7 separate regions of the Mus musculus genome follow, and regions 2, 3, 4, 5, 6 and 7 are each linked to region 1. The links are chromatin contacts, called in public promoter capture Hi-C maps. All regions are on one chromosome and are shown on one strand. Each heading gives the region's core, a stretch centred on a gene start, on an enhancer-like site or on the middle of the called end of the contact. The rest is flanking DNA. Distances are from core to core; before and after follow the strand shown. Region 1 holds the start of B930059L03Rik (RIKEN cDNA B930059L03 gene). Region 2 holds the start of Tedc1 (tubulin epsilon and delta complex 1). Region 3 holds the start of F930026P19Rik (RIKEN cDNA F930026P19 gene). Region 4 holds the start of Tex22 (testis expressed gene 22). Region 5 holds the start of Btbd6 (BTB (POZ) domain containing 6). Region 6 holds the start of Ccdc85c (coiled-coil domain containing 85C). Region 7 holds the start of Cyp46a1 (cytochrome P450, family 46, subfamily a, polypeptide 1).

Region 1 (2,635 bases), core at 36-2,535:
TGCTTCTGGAAGGACAGGAAAGTAACCCCAGTAGCAGGTGAGGAAGGGTGGGTCACTTCAGTTTACTGTTGGTGGCTTGCAGATTTGTAGGACCCTTAAAAATGCAACTGAAAGTTTTAAAAGGTAAGTGTTGAAAACATTTTGAGACAGTCTTACCAAAAATCCTACTACCCAGCCCCCTGAATGCTGGCATTAGAAACACGTTCCACCCTGCAGGGTGTCATGTATTTTGACTCTGCAATTCTGCTTCAAAAATTTAGCCATCAGCAAAATTCACCTAGTCTGAGCAGTAAGGCCAGCTACTCCCGGCCGCACTGTTTTCCATGCTGAAAAACAGAAACCAGGAATTATCCTCACCTGCCTGAAGTGTTGCTAGATGCAAATGTGAGCAGAGAAGTGAGAAAACCCCAGCACACGCTCTCACTCCTTAAGATTTTATTTTTTTAAATGTGTTTGTTTCTGTATGTGGATTTGTACATATGAGTGCAAGTGCCCACGGAAGCAAGAGGGTGTTCGGTCCCCTGGGGCTAGGGTTATAAATAGTCTGTCCCTAACGTGGGACTCTAAACTCGGATTGTCCGGAAGAACTGTACATGGACCTAACTGCTGAGCGGTCTCCATAAAATATGGCCAAATTGAAACTAGAAAGGTTCTGGCACTCATTCCAAATTCGAATTCATCCTCACCCCAGGACTAACTTTTCCTGCCGGCCCAACACCTTCTTCTCAAACATTCCACACTGCAGCCAAGAGGGAGCTTGCAAAAACATCCCTCCAACCAGTCACCCCAGGATAGCCCGTGAGCCCTCTACAAGCAATGTCCCTATTACCCTACTTATCGCTGTACCTTCAGTCTGGCACCGTGTGGGACACTCAAAACTGCGTCTGATGGACGCAATGTACAGATAAATGTGGGATCAGCGAGAACAGCAAGATCCAAGTGGAGAGGCAATCAAATGTGGGTACGTGTGTGTAAGGTGGACGTGCTGACATACGCCTTCCATGCCAGCACTGGAAAGGTGGAGGCAGGAGCATCAGAGTTGGGACTCAGCACGGCTACCCGGCATCCAAACCAAAGAGCAAGCGGATGGCAGCAGGTACCCCGTAGGAATGAGACAAAGCGCATGCAGAAAACGGAGAAGAGTTCAAAGTCAACAGGATATCAGCTCAGCACAGCTGCACCAGAACACGGCAGCAGGACAAGGGCGGCCCCGGGAAGGTCTCTGCCATCTCGGCAGGGCGGAGATCTCCGCAAGGCGCAGCCTCCACGGCGCACGTGACTGGATGAGTCACCGCGCCAGGAAGCCGCACGAAACCTCGGTTCGGCAGCTCGAACGCAGGCTGACTTAGGACAAGGCAGCGACGTCTAGAGGAAGCCGCAGAGGGGGCCGCGTCCCTTGGCGGGAGGGGAGTGAGGGCCGCGGACGGCCCGGACCCAAGCTTAGACGCTTGGCCCACGGCACACAGGACAGGGAGACCGACTACCTTCACCTAAACGCTGGCGCAGGGAAATGACGCAGCGCATCGACCAATCGGGAAGTGTCTGACTCTGAATCTCGCGATATTCACGGGAGGAAAATGAGCCAATCGCAATGCCCCTTCTTCCAGGCCGCGGTGATTGGCTTGAGGACTCACATGATCGTTCGAGGCCACACGTGACCGCTCCCCTGGCGACACGTGATCGACCTGCCACTCTGCAGAAGTGGCTTCTGGACAGCGGCAAACAGGCGTCCGTGGAACTGAACGGCAGGTCCTGGGTTACAGCCCCGTCACTTTCCACTTGATAGGCGGGGTTGGTGACCAGGGTCCCATGTGACCCCCGTCATGGAACCCCGAGACGCGACCGTAGCGTGGATAGGACAGGGCCAACCTGTCCCCTGTAGCAGCTCTGAGAACTGAAGTAGGTGGGAGGCTGGGGATGCCGAGAGATTAACGAAAGAAACCAGTAAGCAGGGTCAGGAAACTCGTCCCACCTAAGTGGCGTGTACCGGACACGTGGTAACGTAAAGAGGTAGAGGTGCTTGCTATGTAAATAACTATGGAGGACCAGAACTCACATAGATGAGGACTTTGAGCACCCCGTCTTTCCCACTACCACTCACTGGGTGCCTCTTTCTTTCCTTCTTTCTCTAATTTACTCATAAGACAGGGTCTCGCCTTGGCTAGCCTTATTGTCTGTCTGTCTGTCTGTCTATAAAACAGAGTCTCTTCTTGGCTGACCTGGAACTCACTGTGTAGACCCTAAACTCAAGAGATGTCCCTGCCTCTGCCCTAAGAATAAAGGCGTGCACTTCCTGGCTTGACTTCTGTCTCCCTCTCTCCTTTCTTTGTAGTAAACTGCCTGTCTCCGACTCTGTCCCTGAGTCTTACTGTTCTAGGGCTCAAAAATCTGGAAATTTGTGCTGATTCCCTCCAGGGTCATAGCCATGCCTGTTCCAAGGAAGCCCTAGCGATGTCTGTTTCCCACTGCTTCCTGCCCAAGATACTGGTAACCCTGGAAGGTAGCCCTGGTGTGGGGGTGCTGTCAGAAGCATGGACACAATTCTCTCTCTCCATGATGTTAGAATTTCCTGAATAATAAATTGGCAGTCTGCATCCCTTGTATTGATGTAATTTGTTGAGTAGTTTTGTTCTCA
Region 2 (2,635 bases), core at 58-2,557, 2.6 Mb after region 1:
TTGCTGTGTGGCAAGGGGCCAGGAAGGAGGAGACCCTGAGGCAGAATAGCTGAAGGTATCCAGATGAGCAGAGGAAGGTCTGCAGCAAAACACAGGGAGGGTCAAGGTAAAGGTGAGCCCGCAGTCTCCGCACTTCCGGAGGGCGTGGCCATCCTGTAGACCGCCGTTAAACTGGCAGGTGCCAAGGGACAGCTCTGCCCCTCCCTCTCACCTCACTTTCCTTTTCCGCACCGCACCCTCTCCCTCTCCACCTGCCTCTTCTTTCCTAGCTTTGAGATGCAGAGTACACGCAGTACTGTCTGTCCGCTGCTCCAACTATTTTTGGTGGCGACATCGAGGGCACAAAGCTTAGTTTGTGTCCGCTCGAGCGTTCAGGTCTCGCCCCAGCAATTCTTCCTGCCACTCGTCGCCTACAGGCTTGTCTCTGGATCACCGTTGGCAGCGTCCGGCCTTTGTCCGGCCCTCCTCCACACGCACTGGCGCACATAATGTGATCTTTCGCATCCGGCTTCCCACAGAGGCTGCTCTGGCTTCACCTAGGTTGTAGCCACGTAGTAGGCTCATGCCGGTTGCGGAGGATAGTTGCCGACTGCATGTCTTTCCCCGTGCATCAGGTTGCACTCTGGGTTCATTCTGCCATTGTCATGTAGCTACTGTGAATCCTTGCGGGATTCTCAAAGCTTACCAAGATTGCTCCTGAAGGGCTGAGTGCAAAACTAAGTTCAACCTTAAAAGAGAGGGCCGCACCCTTTTATGAAGTGGAGAATTTTCCTTAAAAACTGCTCTTCTAGTGGCTGGAGGAAGAATGAATATGGGGACAAGGAAGTCTGGGGCTGGCTGTACATGAGAGGGAGGATGGCTTTCCGAAGAGACTTCTGGCGACGTGGCCCCCGGAACTCCCCACCCACTTCGCAGGGCTCAGCTGCTTCTCGCGGAGGCCTGGCGACCCCTGGCGGCGGGTTCCTTCCAGGGCGGCTTCGCAGAGACACTCCCTTCGTGGCTGGGTGGAGCCACATTGCTCCTTCCTCCGCTCCTCCAGGGAACACCTCGGGCGCATGCGCGCCCTCCAGCCTCGCGCTTCCCTAGCCCGGGGTTGCTAAGGCGGTTGATAAGTCGAGGTGCTGATTGGTGAGTTCCAACGGAGTTGGCACCTCCAATCCCCGCCCCCGACCCCGGAAGTGCCTGCCTACGGGATAGACTGGTAGGCACTCAAACGCCAGAGTCATCGTTCATTGGGCCTGAGGGGAGAAGGCGGGCCTCATCCGGAACTGTGATTGGTCGGGGTCCCGAGCGGGCAATCCGAGGCTGTCTAGTGCTGGCTGTATGCGGCGGCGGCGGAGCCGGGTGGAAGGGGCTGCCCGGGCCCTGCCTGAGGCTGTCGCCGCGCTGAGTCGGTGCCTGCCTGCTGGGCCCAGCCCAGAAATCTTCCGCCGCGCCAAGTTCGATCGACCTGAGGCGGTGAGGCTATTCGAGTAGGCGGTCGGGGTCGGGGCAGGCGTTGCCTGGGCTGATGTAGGTGACACCTGATACCCGCTGACTACAAACTCCTCGTTTGCTTCAGGCTCCAGTGCTCTGGCAGCTTCTCTTGCGCGTGCTCTCACCGCTTGCTGCAAACAATACCTGGACCGACCTTGCCCCAGGTAAGCCCCGCCCTCTCAGAAAGCCGCTCCCCAAGGCTATTGTAGTTTTGTCTTAACCCACCAAGTCCCGCCCCATCAAAGCTCCTCTGTTGTTTCCTCCCTTCCTGCAGGCACCTGCTCCTCTCGCTGTTGCGCCCACTTCCATTAGTATAAGTTCCCACTAGCCTTTACCACGCTTACCTGGGTAGTAGTGGCTTTATCACTCCAGTGAAACGCTGAGACTGGCCAACCACTCACAGAAATCCTGCCCGTTGGTTATCACTTTGCCTCCTCATAGACTCTCAGATCTCGCCTCCTTAGTCCACGCTTAGCAGGTTCTAAGCTTAGGGGGTGCTCTCAGGTCCCCAGAGGGATCCAGGTGAAATCTCCAGGTTAGCACCCCCTGATCTGATCATTTCCCACTCCAGAGGCCCAAGCCTGTGTGGTGAAATCAGCACTGGGCTCCCAAGGCTACCCCAGGTCTGTGCTGCTACAATTTCCAGACGGCAGTTCTCAGGGAAGCCGGGAACTGCTGTTGGCCCTGTCTTGGCTCCTCGCCCGAGGACCCTTGCTTGAGCAGCTGCTTGCCCAGACCCGTGTGCAGCTGGGTGACCAGTTGCCCCAGTGGGAGGTGAGTATGTAATTGAGGGTGTCAGAGCCCTGCTTTGCCCAGAACCCGTGGATTTCTCCGGGCTTCCAGCTCATGTGGTATTTGCCCTTGGTGTGGTTCTCATCCAGCTTTGAAGCTGAGGATGTACGTCAGTAGTACAGCTTCCCTGTCCTGGTCCTTCCTCGAGATATGGGATGTATAGCAGGGCTGACTCTTGTTCCCTCTCTACTGTGAGGCCCCAACCAGTCCTGGTCCTCCTGCACCCTTTGTGGAACCAAAGAGCCCCGTGGATCTCCGACTAGTGGAATGGCTGATGGGAAGGCTGCGGTTTAGGTGGCGATGCCTGATCTCTAGTCAGCAGGAGCAGTGTATCCTCCTCAGCAAGGTAATACAGGCACATGGCTCT
Region 3 (2,635 bases), core at 88-2,587, 2.5 Mb after region 1:
CCTCAGGTGTGGAGGTCAAGGTTACTGTTTGTCATTGGCCCGTGTGCCTTCCTGCCAGGCTCACAACAGCCCCATAGCCCTCCTTCATCATCCAGGGACCCAGCAGAGGAGGTAGGACAGAAGCAGCAATTAGGAACTCTTACCCGGCCCTCTCCATCCCCTTCTCGCCCTGGGCATCCAGCCAGGATTGCCCCGGGAGGGGGCCTACTCCTATCCACTCTCATTGTGGCCGGGCACCCTTGAGGCCTTTTTAGAAGACTAGCTGTGCTTAGCCCAGTCAGCCCTGTCTTTCACGGCAGATATTAGCGGTGGAGTGGTCAAGCAGGCTGGTACCTAGAGGTCCACAGGACTCCTAAATGGGAAGCTGGAGGGGGCGCAGTAATGGATGCTTGGGTTGGAAGTCAGGACACCTATACATTCAGCCTGAACAGGAACCTGGCTGTGAGCGAAGGGTCTGTCCAGGAAGGCTTCCTTGCCTGCCTCTCACCTTGGCTGGCATGTGTCCACAGGTGCCAGGGGGAGCTGGTCTGGCTGGTCAGTCAGGCTTGGAGGGGGTGGCACGTTTCTGGGCTGTTGTCACCATGGAAATGGCAGTTACTGCAGGATATGTGTACAAAGGAAGGCCACCACATGGAGCTATAAGAGTAGGCCAGGGATTACCAACATGCCTGGTACCTGGGACCACTTGGCTCCCAGTCCATGGGCTGGACACAGAAATGAAATGTGGGTCTCCAGCACGGCAGTGAGGAAAGTGTGGGAGGGGTTTCTCTGGAGTCAGCTGTCCATACTGGGCAGGGTCATCAGGGTTTGAGACTTGTAGAGTGTTTGTTCCCCAGGCCCAAGGCTCAGGTTGGGTCAAGAGGCTCAGAGAGAGGCCTGTAGGTCCATGGGAGTCAGAAAGTAAGGAGGGTGGGACGGCAAGCAAGCCCTTAGTGGGAAGGAAACTGGAAGGGGACTATTCTGAGGACAAGCAGGATTTCTGGCTCTGCTGCTCTACAGAATGCTTTGGGGCCAGCATTGTGGGAGTCAGAGACTCTTAGTCTGAGGAAGAGCAGCAGCAACCTCACAGAAGGGGGTATTAGCCCACAACACTTGCCGCGGAGGAAATTCGCAGGTACCCCATTCCTCCAAGGATAAAAGTGCCTTAGAGGCAAGTGCACCTGCGGCCCCGTCAGAGCCTGCTCTGGCTGACGCCACCCCGCCCCCACTCATCCCAGTGGTTTCTTAAGCTGTTTTTGGAAGTGGTGGCGCTTACAAGTGAGCCTCGCCCGCCCCTCCTTCAGCACCACAGACAGGACCGCGGCGCCCCGCCCGGAATCCGATGCTTCGTGCTTCTGTGCTGCGAGACCGTTGCTATAGAAACGAGGCAACAAAGGGAGGCGGCGCCGGGAGGCGCGAGGGGCGGGGGCGCGTCCCGCGGGCTTCTCGTGCCCCCTTCTACCACGAGCAGGCCCGGACCTCGAGACCTAAAGCTGGGGATCCCAAGTCCGTTCTACAGCTAGAGATCACTATGTGGCCATGGAATCCTCGGGCGATCCCTGTGGACGCCACCTCACTCCGGGGTAGGGGGCGCTAGGCCGGGCCCTTCCGACCCTGGCAGGTGCGCCCCGCCTGCAGCGCGCCCAGCTGCTGGCGTCTAGGGGGCGGGCTCCAGAGGCCCCGCCCAGGTCTCGGAGCCAATCGACGTCCGGGGGCGGGCGGGGCAGGCGCGGGCGGCGGCACAGAGACGAGCGCGGGTGGAGGGCGCGGACCGACCGAGCGCACCGACCATGGCCTCCAAGTGTCCCAAGTGTGACAAGACCGTATACTTCGGTGAGTATCCACCCGCCGTCCGCCTTCGCCTCCAGGCTCCTGGCTGAGAGCCACACCCCGGAATGTACACGGATGGGGTGCGCAGCCACCGTCTTGGGATGCGCGATCCGATCGGTAGCTAAGCTCGCCACGCTGTTTTCGCGGGTGCGGCCCGAGGCTCGAAGGTAGTGCTACGCGGGGCGAGGGATACCATCTGGGATTCTGGAGAAGCGGGTGGCGTCGGGTGGGTTCCGAAGCGCTCGGTAGGCACTGGTCTAGGTACGCAAAGTCCTGGTCGGCCGGGGCCAGGAGCGCCCTCCTGGCCACCCGCATGTTCAGCTTATCGCCCTTCTTCAGGGACGCTCTTCGGGGCGGGATCCAATGAGGTCCGACGCCCGAGACTGGTCCGTTGAGATCCCCTGGTTTCCGGCATCTCTTCACCTTATGGCTGCTTCCCAGCCTGCACATGGGCCCACTAGTGTGACCCATAGTAGTGAGTGACCCCAGTGCTCACTTCGACCTCTGCCCAGGCCGTTGGGCCAGGTCTGGGATTTCGGATTCAGTCCAAGCGGGGGCGACCTTGGCTTCTGCCTCTTACATGCCCCAGCTTGCTCCTTTTCTTGGCCATTTGCCTCTGCAGTTTCACCCGGGGTGGGGCATGGTGACACGTATTTCTCCATGAGCTTGAGAGTGCACTGGGTGACTAGGACCCTGGCCTCTTGGAGGTCAAGGCCATCTGGGAAGGAAGCTATGGTATGCAGGAATTGGTTCCTGCTAAGGTAGCCCCTGAAGGCAATCACCTTTATCAAGCATCCCCTGGTTCCTGATCTGCTAACCTCCTGGG
Region 4 (2,635 bases), core at 46-2,545, 2.5 Mb after region 1:
TGAAAAGATCTTGTGCTGAGTCAGGCCACTGTAATCCTTGGAGCCTAAGAGCCTAGTTTACCTGCCCCTTGTGTTTTTTCCCAAAAGTCAACCTTCATATGAAACATTTGACCTAGATTTCTAGCCTTGAGGCCACAGGGGTTCAAGCTCTTGCCTGAGGGCAGCCCTTTTCCAGAACCTTCCCCTGTACATACGTGCTCCTTCCTTGACTGGTTCCAGGGGTCTGACTTTACACACACAAGAGGAAGGTGTAGGCAGCGTCTTTGTCCCACAGCTGGCCCAGGGTGGAGTCAGGAAAGCCTAGCACCTGAGCACCATACACCTTCCCCCCAACCCCCACCATGGCAGTGCTAGGTGCAGACCTAGACAGCAGTCCTTCCTCCCTGTGCCTCACTCCCCCAGTGGTTAGAGAGATGGTCCATTTTCCTTGCCTACCTCATGGAGCTGTAATGAGAAGTCATGGAGAAGCACTTTGTCCCTTTGAAGGATGACACCAAAGCCCCCCTGACAGGCAGTGCAGTGGTACGAACCGCAGAGTGTGTTTGCATCCGAAGCTCTGAGGCATCACCCTCAGAGCCTGCCAGTCTTAGAGGTCCCTGTCAAGCAACACCAGTTGCCATTGCTCATTGCTGTCAGTTGGGGGCCCTGCCTCTACCTTCAAGTTGGTTCCTGCCACCACCCTCTGAGTACGCAGCTCAGTATCACTGTAAAGGTACCAGTGCTGGGAGGTGGGGGTGGGGAGGCGTGGGGAGGCGGGAGGCTCAGCCCTGAAGCAATGGCTTGCCCTAGCCTTATCCTGCAAGCCTCACTTCTTCCTCTAGCCTCCATCTCAAATGAATTCCGCATAAAAACGTCCTGGCACTTCTCCCCAGGGCCAGGGTACTTGCTCCCTAAATCCCTGTGCCCTTCAGAGACTGCTCTGTCCTGGAAGGGGGCCAGCAGAAGCTGACAGCCTTGCGTGAGGATGACTCCGTTCGCTTCTGCAGACTGCCCAGCGCGCTGTGACTGATTTCTAGAGTGTGTATGTTGCTAGTTTTGTTTTTGTTTTTTTAATAAAAAGCAGGATTCATGTAAATAGCTTTTTTTGGGAGCAGATACTGATCTGTCCCATGCGACCATGTGGACGATTTCAAGGTGCTGAAGCGACACTAATAAACTGACGGCGCTCAGGCCGCCCACTGCTGTGATTTCTCTGAATGTGTTGGGGCCATGCGGCTTGAACGCTGGGGCGCACGCGTGGAGGGGGCGGAAGCGGCCGCGGAGGGCGGGGTCTGTAGGACGGAAGCTCCGTCCCTCTTCCCTAGAGCTCTGTCCTTGGATCCAGCTTTCTCAGGCTGGTGCTGAAGGTCCTAAGTCAGCCTCACCAGCCAGCTCTGTTTACCTGGACCCACATGAGCGTTCACAGGCCACACGACCCTCCACTCCCTGTGCAGACCCTTCTGAGCCTGGGCTCACCGGCTGATCCATTGTCAACCGGAGCTCATTAAGCCCCCCTCATCTGTCCCGGAGCCTACAGAGCCCTTCCCAGAGCCCTCTGGGCGAGCTCTGCATCCGCGTGGGAGCGGGTGACCCAACTCCCACATACCTTCACTGCTGCCCTTAACTGACTTCCACAGTTCATACCCACGGAGAGGGTGGGAAATGAGAGCTCAGGTTGGCGCTGAGCCTGGGCCTTGTGTGGTAGGGTTGTCCAAGACAGGAGGAGGCCTATTGAGGGTGGGATCCTAGGACTGAAGAGCTTGTCAGGACCGCAGAAGGAGCGCCCCCTGCGAGGAAAAGCAGACCAGGTGGTTCGGTGAGAGCAGAGAAGGCTAGGCTAGCATCTATTTCTAGGCTACTGCTGTCCCTGGGGGGATGCTGGTGCGGAGGATAATGGCCACAAGACCTGGGAGAGAAAGTCACAAGGGACCCCGCTACTCGGCAAGAGTAGTCACTAGGTAGAAGGCGGCCCCAGCAGGGCCTGCCATCATCTGCTTTAGGGATCTGCCGTGGCAGCAGGAACCCTGCTCAGTTCCCTTCCTGCACCTTGCCCCACAGCCCTAGTCGAGGGAACTGCAACCTGCTGTACTTAGAGATGGACAGCAGGCAACAGCGCCCCCAGAGGAAGACGCTACAGTGGCAGCTTGCTCAAGAGCAAAGACAACAGTCACCCCCACAGGGGCTTGCCGTGGCCTCCAGCCAGCCAGACACCAAGAGCAAGCCTCAGGACGACTTGCAGACCCAAGACTGGGTAAGCAGTTAGGAGAGTCTTCCGAGAACCCAGGCTTTTAGGTGGACTGGTTGGAAAGGGACACCGAGAATGGGCCTCTGGGACAAGAGGAAAGGACTGAATGGGACTGGAGGAAACATTTAGTTTTTAGGGCTTGCTTCTCCAACTACTCAGGCTAGGCTCGGAGGTAGACTTCCTCTGGTGGACACCAGGCAGAGAGAGGTCGCCTAAGGTCAGAAGGAGTGTGCCACACATACCCACATCAGCTCGTGCAGTGTCCCTGACCCCTGCTTTGAGGTCCCTCCAAAGGTGACAACTGTCCTGCAGGGCTGACCAGTAGCCCCTTCCGCTTTCATAAGGCAGGGCATTCTAGATGGTAAAGATGCTAACGTGTCATCTCTTGGGAGAGGCTTGCTTATGAATAGG
Region 5 (2,635 bases), core at 69-2,568, 2.4 Mb after region 1:
AAAAACAGACAAACATAGTAACTTCAGACTGCAAAGAATCAATGCAGCAAAGGAGTCTGTCCAGTCAAGACAACCACAAAAAAGGGAGAAAGCATCTGTCCTAAAGACTGAGCTCAATGCAGTGAAGAAGCAGACTGATTGGAAAGTGGGCAAACGACTCATGGAGGTACTTCTTCCAAGAAGATATACAAATGACCAAGAAACACAGAAAGGTTGACATCAGCAATCAAGATTCCACCTCATATCCACTAGCATAGCCTCTATAAAACCCAGAACATTATAACAAGGTTTACCCAGGATGAGGGAAAAGAGCAGTGCACGCTGTGGAGGACTGATAAATAATACAAGCACGAACAAAGGCCATTGCAAAGTTTGCTCAAACAAGTAACTGTATCTGGACAGTGATGGTGCACTCAGGAGGCAGGCAGGCAGATCTGAGGCTAGCTCCAGGACAGTCAGCGCTACACAGAAAATCCCTGTCTCAAAACCTAAGGGGCGGGGGGAGCACGAAGCACTGGATATGACTCAGTGCTTAAGAGTGGTTATTGCTCTTGCTGAAGAGCCAGCACCCATCTACCCACAGCTCACAGCTCACAACCATCTGTATCTCTAGTCTTAGGAGATCCAACAGCCTCTCCTGGCCTTTGCAAACACCAGGTACAGGCAAAACATCCACATCCATAAAATAAAAATGAGAAATCAAGAGCTACCATTTTATCCAATCATCTCACTTCTGGATAAAGACCCAAAGAATTGCAATTAGGATCTGGAAAGGATAAAATTGCCTCCCTATGGTCAGCACAACTGGGATATAGAGTTGATATATACACGGTTGGATAAACTGGCAAACAAAATGTAACCCATTGGAGTAGTCAACTTAGAAAGGAAGGTCTATGTAGAAAGTTTGAGGTCACCCTGTGGCACATGAGGTCTAGACTCATGACAGAAAAAGAAATTCCGACATAACAGGTGTACTGCCCTTGACTTTGTGCTCTGTTAAAGAAGCTGTACACAAAAAGGGAGATCAAGCCTTGCGTTAGAGACTCATTTCCTCCACGAAGAAAAGCTAGCTGGGTCAGGTGATTTTTCAAAGCCTGAGCTGTTGGAAAAAAAATCTCATTTCTGAGTGATAGAAGGTGCAACCACAACTCGCCCTTAAACCTGGGCACCCGGGCGGAGCTTCAACACCTCCCCCAGGGGCGGGGCCCTGGAACGAGGAGTCGCGTCTTGACGCACAGTGACGAGAGACGCCGGCGCCGCAGCAGTGGGTACGGGCGGGACGGCGCCCCCTGCGGCCGAGCCGCGGGCTCGGTGAGGGGTGTGGGGTGCGGGTGGGTAGCGGGCAGGGCCGGCGTGGCCCCATGCTGCTGCCGCTCGCCTGCCTGCATGGGCGGGTGGCGCAGTGCCTAACCTCCCTGCTGGTGCTCGCAGAGCCGTTTCCCAGGCCCCGTCGCGGCGCGAAGGCGCGCGGCGCAGCACCGACCAGTGCGGAGCCCGCCCCGGCAGTAGCGAAGATGGCCGCGGAACTGTACCCGCCCGCCAGTCCCTCTGCAGCTACTGCCACCGACATCGCCAACAGCAACGCGGCAGGCGCAGCCGAGAGCACGAAGGTCGGGCTTTGCTGCCCGCCCTGCCTGGCACCCGCCCCGCTGCCGCCCTTGCCCGCGCCGCCCTTGCCAGACAACAACAATCCCGAGAGCCCCAACTGGCAGTCCTTCCATCCTACGCTGCGCGAGAGGTGAGCCGCCGCCCGCCCCCGGGCTCTGGAGCCCGGGCGCGCGCCGTTCCAGCCCGTGTGCCTCTGCCCTTTGCAGGAATGCGCTCATGTTCAACAACGAGCTGATGGCTGACGTCCACTTCATCGTGGGGGCTCTGGGGGCTGCCAGGCGTGTGCCCGCCCACAAGGTGGGTAAGGGCGCAGCCCTGTCCCCTGGTGGGCCTGGCTAGGTGCGTCTCCCTGGACCTTGTTTACTGCCCTGTAGCTCAGGTGGTTTTCTTTCATCCACAGTATGTCTTGGCTGTCGGCAGCTCCGTCTTCTATGCCATGTTCTACGGGGATCTTGCGGAAGTGAAGTCAGAAATCCACATTCCCGATGTGGAGCCTGCTGCCTTCTTGGTCTTGCTAAAGTAAGTGCTGTGCGCTGGGTCTGGAAGGATGGGGTGGTTACCTTCCAATGGTCCCCTACCTGTTTGCTACAACCCCAGAGGTTGTGCAGGGGAGCCCTTGCAGCTCCCCAGGAGAGCCCCTGCCTTACGCAGGTACATGTACAGCGATGAGATCGACCTGGAGGCGGACACAGTGCTTGCCACTCTGTATGCTGCTAAGAAGTACATCGTGCCTGCCCTGGCCAAGGCCTGCGTCAACTTTCTGGAAACAAGTCTGGAAGCCAAAAATGCTTGTGTCCTGCTGTCCCAGAGCCGACTGTTTGAGGAGCCTGAACTGACCCAGAGATGCTGGGAAGTCATTGATGCACAAGCTGAAATGGCCCTGAGGTCTGAAGGCTTCTGTGAAATTGACCGGCAGACACTGGAGATCATTGTGACCAGGGAGGCCCTCAATACCAAGGAGGCTGTGGTCTTCGAGGCCGTCCTGAACTGGGCTGAGGCAGAATGTAAGAGACAGGGCCTCCCAGTC
Region 6 (2,635 bases), core at 78-2,577, 2.3 Mb before region 1:
TGCCCTCAAGTGTTTTCAGGGTAGGATGAGAGACACCCCTCGACAGCCCCAGAGTGCCAGCTGGTAACACAAAAAGCTGCGGAGGAGAAACTTTTTTCTGCGGCATCAGCTAGACAGGGACACCACCACGCCGAATGCTCCATTTGCTATGCCAGCTGCGGAAGGGTCTGAAGGTGCGACCCCACCCCCACCCCGCACCTGTGAGGTCTCCAGAAACTACTACTGCTTCACGACAGACACCCATGGGCTTCCGATCCCGGCGAGATGCTTACCGTGCAGGCCGTTAGGGATGCTTCGGTGGTGCGGCGGCGCTGACAGGTCATCCAGAGACCGGCGCGTGGCTCCGGCCTTGCCGTCCGGAACCTTGTGCGGCCCCGGGGGCAGCAGAGCCGCTGGGACGTGGTGGTGGTGGTCCGGGCTGCCGCCGCTGCCCGCACTGGACGTGCTGCTGCCGTCGCCAACGTCGCGGGCCCCCGAGCCCGCTGCGCTCCCCGCCAGGGGCCCGCTCAGGCTGGCCTGGCTGTCGATGGAGCTGCGGGAGCCCGCGCCGCCGCCGCCGCCGCCAGCGCCCCCCGCCGCCGCCAGCGCCGCGCGCTCCTCGTCCAGCAACAGCACCAGCTCTTTCAGCTCCAGGTTCTCGCGCAGCAGGGCCTCCTGGCGCGCCTCGAGCTCCCGTAGCTTCTGCTGCGAGCGGGCCACCTCGTGCCACACGGCGCCGGCCGCGTGGCGTCCGAAGCGCTGCCACTCGCGCGCCAGCTTGCGCCCTTTCTGCCGGTCGTCGTCCAGGAAACAGCAGAGCTCACGCAGCTCCTGATTGTCGTCCTGCAGCCGCTGGTTCACGTCCTTGAGGCCGCGGATCTCCAGCAGGTGCTGCTGCAGCCGCCGGTTCACGTCGCGCATCAGGCCGCCGTGCTCCAGCATGAGGCCCACCTTCTCGCCCTCGGCGCGCCGCAGCCGCCGCGCCAGCTCCTCCTTGCTCCAGCGCAGCAGTTCCTCGTCCGGGACCTGGCTCAGCTCCTCCGACGCCGCCGCTGCAGCCGCCGCCGCCACCGCCGGGGGCTTCGCCATGGCGGGGCCGTCACCGCGGCATCGCCCTCGCCCGCGCCGGGCCGGCGCTCCCCGCGCCGGGGCTTCTCTGGGCTCGGCCACGCGCGCGCGGGGGGCGGCTGGGGACGCGTGCGGCCCGCCCTTCGCCGCCTCGCGCTCCCTCCCGCGGCCCCCTCTGGGGTCACCCGAGAGCCCGCGCACGCCTCAGGACTGAGGAACCGGGACCGTGGCTGCGTCGGCGGCCGCGGTGCCCCGGCTCTCCGAGCTCGGGCGCAGCAGGCGGAGGCCCGCCCCCGGCCCCGCTCCCGGAGCCCCAGCTGCCCCGCCCACCCCGGGCGGAGAGGGGGCGGGGCGCCGCCGTTGGGCCACGCCTCCGAAAGGGAGGCGGTCAGAGGAGTGGCAGGCCCCCGAGGTCCCCCTACGCGGTGCGCCGGCCCGCCGGGCGCCCTGCCAGAGGCGCGCTCGAGCCACGGTCCCGCCCTCCCACAGGTCTGATTGGCCAGGTTCGGGGGTGTGCGGGAGGGGCGGGGCGCGCGCGGGGAGGCTGAAAAGATGGTATCTTCCAACCGCGGGGCCTTGCACCCTCCTCCCCCCCACACTCCCGGTTCAAGTTTCTTCGCCCGGAGGACGCGGCCTGGGCCAATCCCAGGACTACAAGGGGTTTTAAAATGCAGGTAGGGCTAGGGGGTGGCGGGGACCGGTGGGAAAGGTAGGGCAGGGCTTCCCTTAAAGGCGACGCGCGAATTTACGCGTCCCTTATCCGGCCAGCGTCCCTGACCCTCCCTTTCTCACCCTTAATAAACAGATGCCCACCCGGCGAGCACAGCTCTCTCCCTCCCTCCCTCCCTCTCGGGGGCACCAGAGTTCGGTACAGTCCGAGAGAGGAGGAACAATAGGACCCTGACATGGGGGGTCGGGCAGGGCTGGTCTTTGTCCCTTTCCGGGCCACCGACCAGAGCCACCTGGGTCCCTGCCTAATATTGCAGCGGGGCTGTCTTCCCACCCCTAGCCCAAGACCGTGGAGCCTTGCCAGCCTTATCTCAGGGCCAGATCTCTCTCCCTTCTTCCCCTGACGTGGTGGGAGCCGAGGACCTGCCCTTTTCCCAGAGCAGTTCTCCGAGCCCTTCCCTTCCGCGCACTACACCGCTAAATCCCTGGGATTGGAAGAACATGCAGTTCGCTAGGTGGAAACCCCTGAGAAAGGCGAGGGAAGGTCTTCCACCCTGGCCAGATAGCTGGGGTCCATAGGTACTCAGCGACCGCAGAACCTTCTTCCCTCGCCCCGCATCGCTGCGGAGCATACGGATCTTCCCACACCTATAAATCCCGTCCCCTAAGCGCATTTAACAGCGCTTCTGCAGCCAGCGGGCCGAGGGAAGGATGCGTTTCCCCTGGACCTACAAGGAGATAACCCACTCTGCGCGCGCACAAACCGGGGTAAGCTACCCGGGCCTGGAGCGCGTGCCCGCGCAGCAGCTGACATCCCCCTTTTACAGTTACTCAGCCGTTTACTAAACCACCTCATGTGCCCTCTTACACCTTCCCCATCCCGGGGGAATTCTACCGGGACAAGAGGCCACTGCTCTCT
Region 7 (2,635 bases), core at 40-2,539, 2.3 Mb before region 1:
AGCACGCAAGAAGTCTACACCCTCCTCGCAGTCTCATGCCTTCATCTCCTCTCAATTCAGGAGCTTTCACAAATGGCTAAACTAAACTGGCTGACCTTCCTCTGCCCCCAAGCAGGGCCACGGGAGGTCCCTGTTGCGCACATGCGACTGCCGCTCGCTACCACACGGGGGCGCGGTGGCAAGCCACATCCCCCTAATGCCACTCAGAGGCCAGTCCCCGGTTGGATGCTTGGCTTCCCGTCTTGTTCAGGCTGAGGTGGCCTCTCCAGACCGAAATCAAGCACAGCTCCTAAAGCTCTCCCCGTCACCTGCAGCTCACGGATCCCTGATATGTCCCTCCCGGGGGCTGGTCCTGTATACCCGGAAATGTAGGCACACGGTCCACACTTTTTTCCTGTTTTTCTGTCTTCAGACCCCTCCAGGACCTAACCAAGGTCTCGGAGTAGTCAGAAACCGACCTTCTCTCGAGGTCTTCAGAGCCCCCACTCCCCAATCCCGAGGCTCTTTATCTAGTCAAGGAGAGCGCACATCTGGCCCTCCCATCCACTGCAGGCCTATCTGAGCGTCCCCCACGGGAACTGAAACTCGGAAGTGAGGAGCACTTTGCGCTTCCACCGGGTGAGAAGGCGGAGCACAGCCCAGCACATTCCTATGGACCATCACCCATACTCAGGATTATGGTTTTCCCGGGCCCAGGAACTCCTGCATCCTGCTAGGATCTTGTCCTCCGCCTCCGGGCGGACGCTGGCACACAGCGGGCGCAAGGCTTGCACCGACCTGCAATGAAGGCGCAGCGCGAGGACATTTGGGATTGACTAACTTTGGGGCGCTAAGGTTTCAGGGAGATGTTTGAGAACAGTCAGCGCAAGACGGGGATTGGAGGGCTGGGAAAGGGTTTTCAGAAGGTTTGCACGAGAAAGGAAGAGGCCTGGCACTGCACGCGGAGAGACAGTTGGCGAGGCCAAAGGGGCGGAGCCAGCGGACGGGATTTGCGCCGCCGCCTGGGCAGCTTGCGCCCAGGAAGCGAGGTTGCCAGGACAACGCGTTCTGGGCGGGGCGACTTCGGGGTGGAGTCTGAGCTCAAGAGAGGGTAGAAGGGGCGTGGCCTCAAAGTCTGAGCCAAAAGCCAGGTTGTGATTGGTGAATACTTATCGCTCTGGGCGGGAACGGCGTGGCGGCTGGGGCTGGGCCTCAAAGAGGGCGTGGCCGTGCGGGGGCGGGTCCTGAGAGCTAGGGCTGGAGGCGGAGACGTGGTTGGCGGGTCCGCGTGCCCGGGGCGGGGTCGAGCCAGCGGGGGCGGAGCCGAGCGGCGGGGGCGGTGCTGGTGAGCGCGGGGCCTGGGGCCGAGGCGGCGCGCAGCGCTGACAGCTAGTCGGTCGCAGCCTCCGGCCCCCTCTGCACCGGCGCCGACCACGAGCCATGAGCCCCGGGCTGCTGCTGCTCGGCAGCGCCGTCCTGCTCGCCTTCGGCCTCTGCTGCACCTTCGTGCATCGCGCTCGCAGCCGCTATGAGCACATCCCCGGGCCGCCGCGGCCCAGGTGAGCGGGGGGTGGGGGCGGGGGCCTGGCTGGGGCTCTCGATCGCGGGGTCTGGGGACCGCGTCAGAGCCAGCGCCCAGGACGGGGGTCCAGCCTCGTCTTGTACGCACGGCCAGCCCGGAGACGCAGGCCCGGAGAGGGGCGCTAACTATTCTTAGTAACAAATTACTCACAGCCGCAGCAGCTGCTGGGCGCCCACCGCGCTTGGCTGGGCCGCACAAATGTGTCGGCAGCTACAGTCCTGTCAGGTAAGCGCTGCTGTTACCCCATCGTTCAGACCTGCAGACTGAGGCGCACGCGGGGAAGTCACCTGCCAAGGTCACACAGTTGGTAAGCCTAGATTTAAACCCAGGTTAGGCTGCTTTCGAAGTGGACGCTGCTAACTTTAGGACTTGGACAGGGCCAACCTGTCCAAATACTGAACACTGTACTCCCGTCACGTTTTTCTGTTTCTGTGTTTCTGTCCTGGGACATTCCATTTGTCCTCAGTATTTCCATTCCGTTTTTGGCCACTTTACCAATGGCTCCCATCAAAAGCTTACCTTTCTTTTCCTTTTCTTTCTTATTCCTTTTCTCACCCCCCCCCCTTTTTTTTTGGAGACAAGGTTTCTCTTCAAAACCCTGGATGTTCTGGAACTCACTATAGACCAGGCTGACCTCAAAACTCACAGAGAGATCTGCCTGTCTCTGCCTCCTGAGTGCTGGGATTAAAGGCCTGTGCCACTATACCTGGCAAGAGCTTTTTGAAGCTTAGAGTAGATGTGTAATGAAAGTGTCCCAAGGGCTTCCCATCACTTCAGAGTTGAAAAATCCCGTTTCACATGAACCATACCACACAGCTAGCAAGCTACTACTAAGTTCACAGGCAACTTAGTACCTGTCCCCTCTTGCCCCCTTTGCATACTACGGTTGCCCTAAGCCTGCCTGTCCCCTACATCTCTCCATTGGCTCTCCCCATTCACCTTCTCTGGCCTGTGAGTGGTATTTTCTTGTTCTCATATCAAACAGGCTGTCCCAATCCCTCTATGTGAAGCCTGCCCAGCCCCGGTAATTTTAAGGCTACCCCTGGAGTCACCTTTTTTCCCACCTGTTGATTG

What was found. Promoter capture Hi-C pulls out the DNA fragments that hold promoters and counts their contacts. Capture Hi-C pulls out chosen DNA fragments and counts their contacts.
Region 2: a promoter capture Hi-C map of hematopoietic stem and progenitor cells shows a contact between it and region 1, with 4 times the contacts expected there. The contact joins the promoter of Tedc1 here to the promoter of B930059L03Rik in region 1. A contact is called at or near these places in 6 of 39 promoter capture datasets (cranial neural crest, fetal liver, hematopoietic stem and progenitor cells and 2 more) and 1 of 9 other capture datasets (adipose tissue).
Region 3: a promoter capture Hi-C map of liver shows a contact between it and region 1, with 4 times the contacts expected there. The contact joins the promoter of F930026P19Rik here to the promoter of B930059L03Rik in region 1. A contact is called at or near these places in 2 of 9 other capture datasets (adipose tissue and liver).
Region 4: a contact with region 1 is called in a promoter capture Hi-C map of adipose tissue, with 4 times the contacts expected there. The contact joins the promoter of Tex22 here to the promoter of B930059L03Rik in region 1. A contact is called at or near these places in 1 of 39 promoter capture datasets (liver) and 2 of 9 other capture datasets (adipose tissue and liver).
Region 5: a contact with region 1 is called in a promoter capture Hi-C map of liver, with 6 times the contacts expected there. The contact joins the promoter of Btbd6 here to the promoter of B930059L03Rik in region 1.
Region 6: a promoter capture Hi-C map of liver shows a contact between it and region 1, with 2.5 times the contacts expected there. The contact joins the promoter of Ccdc85c here to the promoter of B930059L03Rik in region 1. A contact is called at or near these places in 2 of 39 promoter capture datasets (liver and pre-B cells) and 1 of 115 datasets of contacts at active chromatin or transcription factors (astrocytes).
Region 7: a promoter capture Hi-C map of pre-B cells shows a contact between it and region 1, with 3 times the contacts expected there. The contact joins the promoter of Cyp46a1 here to the promoter of B930059L03Rik in region 1. A contact is called at or near these places in 1 of 39 promoter capture datasets (pre-B cells) and 1 of 115 datasets of contacts at active chromatin or transcription factors (astrocytes).

What each region holds. Positions count from the first base shown.
Region 1 is chr12:110,590,089-110,592,723 of GRCm38.p6, forward strand. B930059L03Rik (RIKEN cDNA B930059L03 gene) reads left to right here and starts at 1,286. Exons shown (of 1, transcript NR_033340.1): 1 at 1,286-2,591.
Region 2 is chr12:113,155,114-113,157,748 of GRCm38.p6, forward strand. It overlaps Tedc1 (tubulin epsilon and delta complex 1), which reads left to right and starts at 1,308. Exons shown (of 8, transcript NM_134041.3): 1 at 1,308-1,458; 2 at 1,562-1,640; 3 at 2,048-2,250; 4 at 2,465-2,614. The coding sequence starts at 1,324.
Region 3 is chr12:113,138,803-113,141,437 of GRCm38.p6, forward strand. F930026P19Rik (RIKEN cDNA F930026P19 gene) reads right to left here and starts at 1,338. Exons shown (of 4, transcript NR_165646.1): 1 at 1,256-1,338; 2 at 488-597; 3 at 1-82. It overlaps Crip2 (cysteine rich protein 2), which reads left to right and starts at 1,434. Exons shown (of 7, transcript NM_024223.2): 1 at 1,434-1,812. The coding sequence starts at 1,770.
Region 4 is chr12:113,073,207-113,075,841 of GRCm38.p6, forward strand. Tex22 (testis expressed gene 22) reads left to right here and starts at 1,296. Exons shown (of 3, transcript NM_001361919.1): 1 at 1,296-1,653; 2 at 2,038-2,230. The coding sequence starts at 2,075. It overlaps Pacs2 (phosphofurin acidic cluster sorting protein 2), which reads left to right. Exons shown (of 24, transcript NM_001081170.1): 24 at 1-1,195.
Region 5 is chr12:112,975,245-112,977,879 of GRCm38.p6, forward strand. Btbd6 (BTB (POZ) domain containing 6) reads left to right here and starts at 1,319. Exons shown (of 4, transcript NM_201646.2): 1 at 1,319-1,738; 2 at 1,815-1,905; 3 at 2,009-2,127; 4 at 2,260-2,635. The coding sequence starts at 1,362. All of the region lies in intron 5 of Brf1 (BRF1, RNA polymerase III transcription initiation factor 90 kDa subunit), which reads right to left.
Region 6 is chr12:108,274,066-108,276,700 of GRCm38.p6, forward strand. Ccdc85c (coiled-coil domain containing 85C) reads right to left here and starts at 1,328. Exons shown (of 6, transcript NM_001159910.2): 1 at 273-1,328. The coding sequence starts at 1,068.
Region 7 is chr12:108,333,027-108,335,661 of GRCm38.p6, forward strand. It overlaps Cyp46a1 (cytochrome P450, family 46, subfamily a, polypeptide 1), which reads left to right and starts at 1,290. Exons shown (of 15, transcript NM_010010.2): 1 at 1,290-1,538. The coding sequence starts at 1,420.